2 separate regions of the Zea mays genome follow, and region 1 is linked to region 2. The links are chromatin contacts, called in public Hi-C maps. All regions are on one chromosome and are shown on one strand. Each heading gives the region's core, a stretch centred on a gene start, on an enhancer-like site or on the middle of the called end of the contact. The rest is flanking DNA. Distances are from core to core; before and after follow the strand shown. Region 1 holds the start of LOC100283662 (acyl-protein thioesterase 2). Region 2 holds the start of LOC100382270 (putative cytochrome P450 superfamily protein).

Region 1 (3,618 bases), core at 1,043-3,542, 210 kb before region 2:
TGGACTCATTAGCTTTTTCTCAGTGGATAGTAATGCATGCATATTCAAAACTTGGTTTACCATGATATATTACGCCTTTACAATGGTCGTGTATAAACCCCATACTGTCTCCAGGCGGAATGTTAGAACTTAGAACCCTCCCAACATATAAAGATGCTTATCAAGCCAAGCATGGAACTATGATAGAAATTTGGCATGTTAAGATACACAATAGATAAGCACCTTTTCCATGACAGAGCAAAAGAGGTATTGATGAAGCCTTTTGTGCACACTCTGGTGAGGCTTCAATTCTGTTCTTCAAGGTCCTGGATGACCAGAAATCATGTACATCAACAAAATCCAAGCAGTTTCATGAAAGCATACCACACAATATCATAGGAACAGGACAAACCTGGCACATGGAAGCCAGCCACTAAGACCAACGGCAAGACTTAGGTTCACAGGGAATGGTTTGCCATTCCCATATTTTCCATGGGCAAAGCAAGTTGCAGAGTACAGAGCAGTAGCAGCACCCATACTAAAGCCGCCAACACCAAGTTTGACTGCGATTATTGGACCACCAAAGATTATCAATATACTTCAATGTTCATGATAAAGATCTAGTAGGGTTCTATTTTTTTGAGTCACCAAATTAACATGTTAGAATAGTCTGTTTCTAAGAGCACGCACATGCTCTTTAGAAGGAAAAAAAGCTCACAAAGTGTATAGAACATGTTTAAGAAGCATGCCCCATAATGGAACAACGGGTACCAAAAATAACAACAAAGGCAATATGAACAGTCTTGATAAGTTGGGCTGAAGAAAATAAACTAACAACCAAGTTATCTCATCGAACAAGGGACAGGGGGATGAGAACCATACTGTCAGCAGGTTCAGTTGACAACAAATTCGCAACATGTGCTGCTGAGGCATCGATTCCCTCAATGTCATCAGGAGCATCCTCAGAAAGATCAGCAACATCAAACCCTGCAAATCCATAAAGGGCACAGCAGTAAACATGCAATACGTATAAGACAGATAATGATGAAAGGATCTGAAACATTCTCAAGAAGCAGGGAGAAACATGTAGATAACAATAAACCTACATGCTGTGGAGGGGAACCCGCCAAACACTGACACGGGTCTTGAAGGTGCAGTGGGGCATATCCATTTTATCTGAGCACAGCAAAGATATACAGGAAGAAATATCGTATTGGATTTGAGCAACAAGGTGTGAGATTAAGCTTTAAGCCCCTGTTTGGAACCCCTAGAGCTAATAGCTAGCTAGCTAATAAATTATCAGCTGGGTTAGAGTCAGCTAATGAACTAATTGTTAGCTATCTCATAGCTAACAATTAGTTGTGGTATTAGCTGAGGGTGTTTGGAACCCAACAAATAATTTTTAGTAGCTAACTATTACTTCTAGAGATTCCAAACAGGGCCTAAACCACCATAAGAAATTAAAACATTGCATATTTCGAATCTATGTCCTAACTTACATTAGGAAGGGGAAGAGTTTCCAGTAGTTGAGACCAGCTGCAATGTAACACAAATACATCATTAATGACAGTAGCTTCGAATTATATAATACAGGACATGACTATCGTTCGAGGAAGCAACAATCCAGCCTACCACAGTGTACAGTTAGTTCATAACATCTGGAGAAGGTACCGAGCTTATTGACATACTGTCCATTACTTCATCATCTATAATCTAAGCACACCAAACTCCACCAGCATACCATTCAGAAGTACAGGTGAGTTGAGCAGGCGGGTTCTATACCTGGCTCCATTGTCCCCAAGTCCATGGAGCCAGACAATGGTGGCCTTGTGCGTGCCCTTGGGCCTCACCACATGCGTTCTCCCGTACTCGAACGGCCTCTTCGCACCTGCATCCAATGCATATTCATTCCTTTACACTCAATCCCACCTCCCCCAACGCCGTAAAACAGAGACCGCGCCCACCAATCACCAACGAAGCCACAACAGCGACAAAACCAAGGCGCACCTGATGCGAGGGAGCTGCTGCCGCCGAAGCTCATCCCGCGAACAGTCGCGGCGCCTCCGCACCCCCTCCTCGCTACAAGGCCCGCCAACGCTGCAGTCCCAGCAACAACGGCGACGATTCAGCAGCCGACCAGCGGCCCTCGGGAGCAGATAAAGGGCGACGCGGTGCGTACGTGCGTACGAGGGAGCAGCGGCGGGGCTTGGGGATCGGGGTAAAGGGAGATTTGGGCGGCGGAAAGGGGTGCGCCTTTTTTGGGTGGCGCTGGTGGGTCGCCTCTGGCCTTGTGGGTGCGGGAATCTGCAGGAGACCGCAGACCCGCAGCGCAGCAAGGCAGACGCCACCTCTCTCTGCGCCTCTGCGGAGCGCTCCGCCTCTGCGCCACGCCACATGAGCCGCGCGTGGTGGTGATGGCGGTGGCAGGCAGGCAGCCAGGCACGCACCAAAAGAATAAGATGGGAACAGTAACTGGCCGCACGGGTTCGGAAAAGCGGTCGACCCAGTTGGGGCCTTGGGGGAGAAGAGAGAGGGAAGGAGGGAAGGAGATTGCGATTCGCGAACCTGTCAGCGGGGAGGTCGTTCTTCAGCGGAGCGGAGGAGGAGGCCGTCGTCTCGTCGCGGGGCGCCGGACGAGCTTCTTCCAGTGACTCTCGGTGGCCGCCCGGATCCTTCTGCTTGTGGGGGTAGGTTGTTCTGTTGTGACTTGTGCGGGAGACCTTTCGTGGTGGGGTAGCCGGGTAGGTTGTTCGATTCGGGACTGAGCTATTTTGGGGACGGCTAGAGGCGTGCTTGGCATATCGAATAGCTCCTTAATTAAGTTTTAGCCCTAATTAATGTTTTAGAGAAAGAAAAAATGAAAAAAATCACGTCCAACAGTAACTTATCTATAGCCCTTATTTTCCTGCACGCGTTGCTATGTCGACTGGGTGGGAGTTGTTGAAGCAGTAACATTTTTTTAGGATTTAAAGTTTCAGAGAGATCCTAATTCCTCTATTTTTAAGGAGTTGTTGAAGATGTTTTAACGAGGCTACGTTGGGCACCGTGTGTTACGTAGGAATGGTAATGGATCGTGATCCAAATGATTATTTATAAATAGTAGGGCGCTAAATAATTTATAGTTCAAAAAATAAATAAAAATATGATCCGATTCTAATTTTATCCGATTCTTAAATCTTATAATGTAAAATTTAGACTCTATTACTAATTTTCTATTTATTTGCACTTTATGTAGTGCTACGGGACGAGCCTCAAAAGTGTAAATAGAAAGGAAATATAGAGAAAGAAATATTTTTAAAAAAAACGATAAAAAACATAGATACAAATATAAATATAGATGACATACATGGAAACATCCTTAACAAAGAGAATGTCACACTACCATAAAAGCATCTTCAATCGTGTCTTAATTCAGCGCCTCATCTTAAAATATAGGTCTTGACTCATAAAAAACAACTTCAATAGTATCTAATTTTCAATTTTTGTAAAAAATATAGAGTACTACATGAAGTGATCCAAATATACTATAATTCAAACTATTGACCTATCTTTGTTTTATACATCATTGTAATGCGTGGATCCGCATCCTAGTCTATGTATATGTGCAACGTGGGCTCCTTTACCGAATATCATTTTCTT
Region 2 (3,558 bases), core at 239-2,738:
GGATGTCACGCGCCCCGCAGACTTGGAGCACCTCCTGCCGGGCGAGCTCCTGCCACTCGGGGTGCATGGCGAGCAGGACTGTGGTCCATGTCAGGAGGTTCGACGTGGTCTGCTTGCCCGCGAAGAAGAACGTCTTGCACTCCTCCACTATGTCGTTCACGGTGATGGGGCTCACCTTGCCGCCGTTGCTGCCCGCGTTGATCAGGAGACCAAGGAGGTCCTTGGCACAGCCGCTGAGCTTCTCGTCGTCCGCGGCTTCCTGCCGCCGGCCGATCAGCGTCGCCAGGTTCTTCCTGATCTCCTTGTCCAGCTTCCACGAGGTCGTGTTCTTCTTGGTCGGCAGGAACCTGTAGACATATGCACGCATCAAACCATGCCACGCCATTCCTCTGCTTGATTGATTAATTATAAAAGCGCAGGCAGAACACAGGACTATGAGGGTATCGCACTAGCTGATTGATTGATTGATTGATTGACTTATTACCTGTATCCAGGGATGAAGACCTTGCGAAACGCCTCGGAGGCGAAGGCCATGAGTTGGGTCTGGAGCTTGAAGACGGCCTTGCCGTCCTCGTAGCTCCGGCCGAACGCCGTACGGGTGATGGCGTCCTCCGTCACCACCTGGAACCACTCGGACACGTCGATCTCGACCTCGCCGGACGCCGCGGCGGCCATGTCGTGCCACTTGTCCACCACGTCGACCACCGTCCTCCCGACGAACGGCAGCAGCAGCTGCATTGCGTACGTACGTCCCAGGCAGCGTGTCATCACAACAATTCCGCACGGCAGGAAGAACAAAGACTGTTGGTGAAAGGCTGGCTGGCTGACTGACCTTGAGGTTCTCCATGTGGAACGCCGGCGTGAGCACCTTGCGCCGGTGTGCCCACTTGTCGCCGCGCAGGCTGACGAGCCCCTCGCCCTCGAGCTGGCGCACCATCGGGTGCGACTCGTAGCGGTCGAAGTGATCGGCGCGGGACAGGAGGATCTCCCGAATGAGGTCCGGGTCGGCGACGGCGAGCCTCGGCGTCGGGCCGAACCATATCAGGAACGTGGAACCTGGAGGGAGAGGCAAAATCAGGCACGGGCGTGAGCGTGACAAGGCGACGAGGCAGCCAATGATTGGGGGCAGGGAGGCCATGTTCCGCCACATCAGCAGCATCCCGCCAGCTGCCAAGGGGGCAGGGACAGGACATGGCAGGGAGAGGTGCCGGCGATGCAGGCGCAGGCACAACATGCGTACGTACGCGCGGAGCAGGTACGCTACGCTACGATACCCAGCTCCTCCCCCTGTGGCAGCGCCCGCCGCATTACACTGTACCCGCGCACTGCCGCACCAGCACTGTAGCCAGCCAGCCAGCCAGCACCCAGTAGGCAGGCAGGGATCACAAGACGACACGAAGAGAAGGGCGGAGCAGAGCAGGTGGTGGCCGCAGCGGCGTGACGGTTGGGCCAGGGACGGACAGGTCGCGGCGGGTGCGCCCGGAGGCGACGGGCGCAGGGCAGGGCAAGCTGGAGTTGAATGCGATGGAGACGGGGACGGTGGCGGGGAGCAGGAAGGGGGACGTGTAGGCTCACGTCGAGGGCCGCGCGGGGGCGGGGCGGCAAGTAGGAAATAGACCCTGGCCACCTAACCGGGCTGCAGCTAGGGCTGACAATGGGCTATAATTTTTGCACTATAAGATTTAAGGATCGAAGCGGGTTAGGATCGGGCTTTATTTCTAGTCATTTTTGAACTATAATTTATTTAGGGCCTTGACATTTTGTGAAGAACTATTTGGATCACAATCCATTACCACCCCTAGCTGCAGCCGGGGGACAGCGAAAACGAGAGACAACTACGGCAAACCGCTCCGACAGACCCAGGAGGCTCGCCTCGACATGCCACTAAATGCATGTCACCCAAAGGCGGCAGCAAAGCAGCATCCTGGGAGCGAGACGCATGGCGCGACCGCAACCTGATGGGAGCTCATGTTGGTGCTGGTCTCTGGTCAAGATTGCTTTGCTCATGTTGATTGATTGGCTCCCCTCTCGCCGATCGGGCTCGGTCCTTGCTCTCAGGTTCCGTAACCGAACAGAGCAGGGAGCAGCCGTGCTACCGGGAGAGAGGGCCTGGAGGAACTCTTGCCTGGAAAGGAATGGACTCGTTGGTCGGGTAGGCACGAACAGGAACACTGGACTAGGCTGGGGCGCTGGGCGGTGAGACGACGAGAGCGCATGGGCATGTGCGTAGGGGGCGTTGCGTACCGTAGATTTTCTTCCAGTGGTGGTAGAAGGCGAGGACGCGCGGGAGGACGTTGTGGGAGCGGTAGGGGCGCGGCATTGGCTTGGCGGAGGCGGCCACCATGAGCGCCACCATCTCGCGGACGCAGCCGACGAAGAAGCGGTAGCGGGGGCCCCTTATCCCCTGCCGCGCGAAGTGCTGCTCCAGCCGCCGCGGCCGCCACCACAGCACCTCCATCAGCTTCACCGCCACGTACGCCATCGCGGCCGCCGCCAGCGCCGTCCACCCCCACCCCATGCGGCCGGCCCGTCCTCCGCACAGGGAGCAGAGTGTGTGTGTGAGAGAGAGAGAGAGAGAGGAGAGAGAGAATTTGTTGTGTGTGCTCGGCCTCAGCGGAGCCAAAAGAGACAGAGCAGGGGCGCGCGTGAGGTGGCAGGTGGAGAGCCAGGTGAGGGGAGACGTGGTGAGGAGAGGAAGCGAGTCGGGTGGATTTATATAGGAGGCGGGCCGCGGGGCGGACTTGTTGGCCACCGGACGACGACGGACCAGCGCAGCCCCGCAGCGGTGGTGGTGTGTGTCGTGTCTAGGATTAGTTAGCTCTAGCGTGGCAGGATTTTGTTAAGCGAACGCCGCAGAGCCTTGCTGTGCTGTATAGTATACGTAGAGATTCAGAGGAGGGCAGGGGCAGCATGGTAAATGGCACCGCAGGATTGCAGGAACAGGATAGGGAGCCGCGGAGCGCGGCGCCGCTGGGCCCGCCGTCGCAGGGATTAATTGGGACAGACTTTCTTAATCGCAATTACACCTATAAAATAATCTATTTATTCCCGTCCAAAAATATATAAACACTATTTAGAATTTTCGGATAAGTCTTGTTCCTTTTACTGTCATCTATGTAGATAATTTATTTCCTTAATAGTACGCTTAATCAATTTATCGCACAAGATTAATTTAACTAAGTTTAGTCTAGTACTGTCTCCATAGATATTTTTAATTTTTATCCGTAAGGTCTATTAGAAAAAAAAGGAAATTTGACTAATGGCTAATTAGTCTAATTAGAAATTAGTGATCAAAATATGTTTTATACATATTCACTTGTTTAATTGACAAATGAAGCTACATATATATATTAATTATGACTAATATTATATTAATATATGACACAGGATAAATGTAAGTCGTAACTTTGGTCAAATACAAACTATATTGATTAACATGTATATTAACAATGAATACATGAAGAAAGAAAGTTGTCGGCGAGAATATACAGTACGATCAACAATCTTTATGCAAATTTACACTTGTTTGATCATTCTTTGTTACCTTGTATTTAGTTT

Evidence for each region. Hi-C and Micro-C count contacts between places; a contact is called where the count stands out from the background.
Region 1: a Hi-C map of ear shows a contact between it and region 2, with 4 times the contacts expected there. The contact joins the promoter of LOC100283662 here to the promoter of LOC100382270 in region 2. A contact is called at or near these places in 15 of 25 Hi-C or Micro-C datasets (bundle sheath, ear, leaf and 4 more) and 1 of 3 datasets of contacts at active chromatin or transcription factors (leaf).

The regions. Positions count from the first base shown.
Region 1 is chr3:11,424,161-11,427,778 of Zm-B73-REFERENCE-NAM-5.0, reverse strand. It overlaps LOC100283662 (acyl-protein thioesterase 2), which reads right to left and starts at 2,292. Exons shown (of 9, transcript NM_001156563.2): 1 at 1,987-2,292; 2 at 1,762-1,867; 3 at 1,479-1,515; 4 at 1,086-1,155; 5 at 862-966; 6 at 392-542; 7 at 223-305. The coding sequence starts at 2,020.
Region 2 is chr3:11,211,592-11,215,149 of Zm-B73-REFERENCE-NAM-5.0, reverse strand. LOC100382270 (putative cytochrome P450 superfamily protein) reads right to left here and starts at 1,488. Exons shown (of 4, transcript NM_001175021.1): 1 at 833-1,488; 2 at 485-732; 3 at 1-347. The coding sequence starts at 1,234.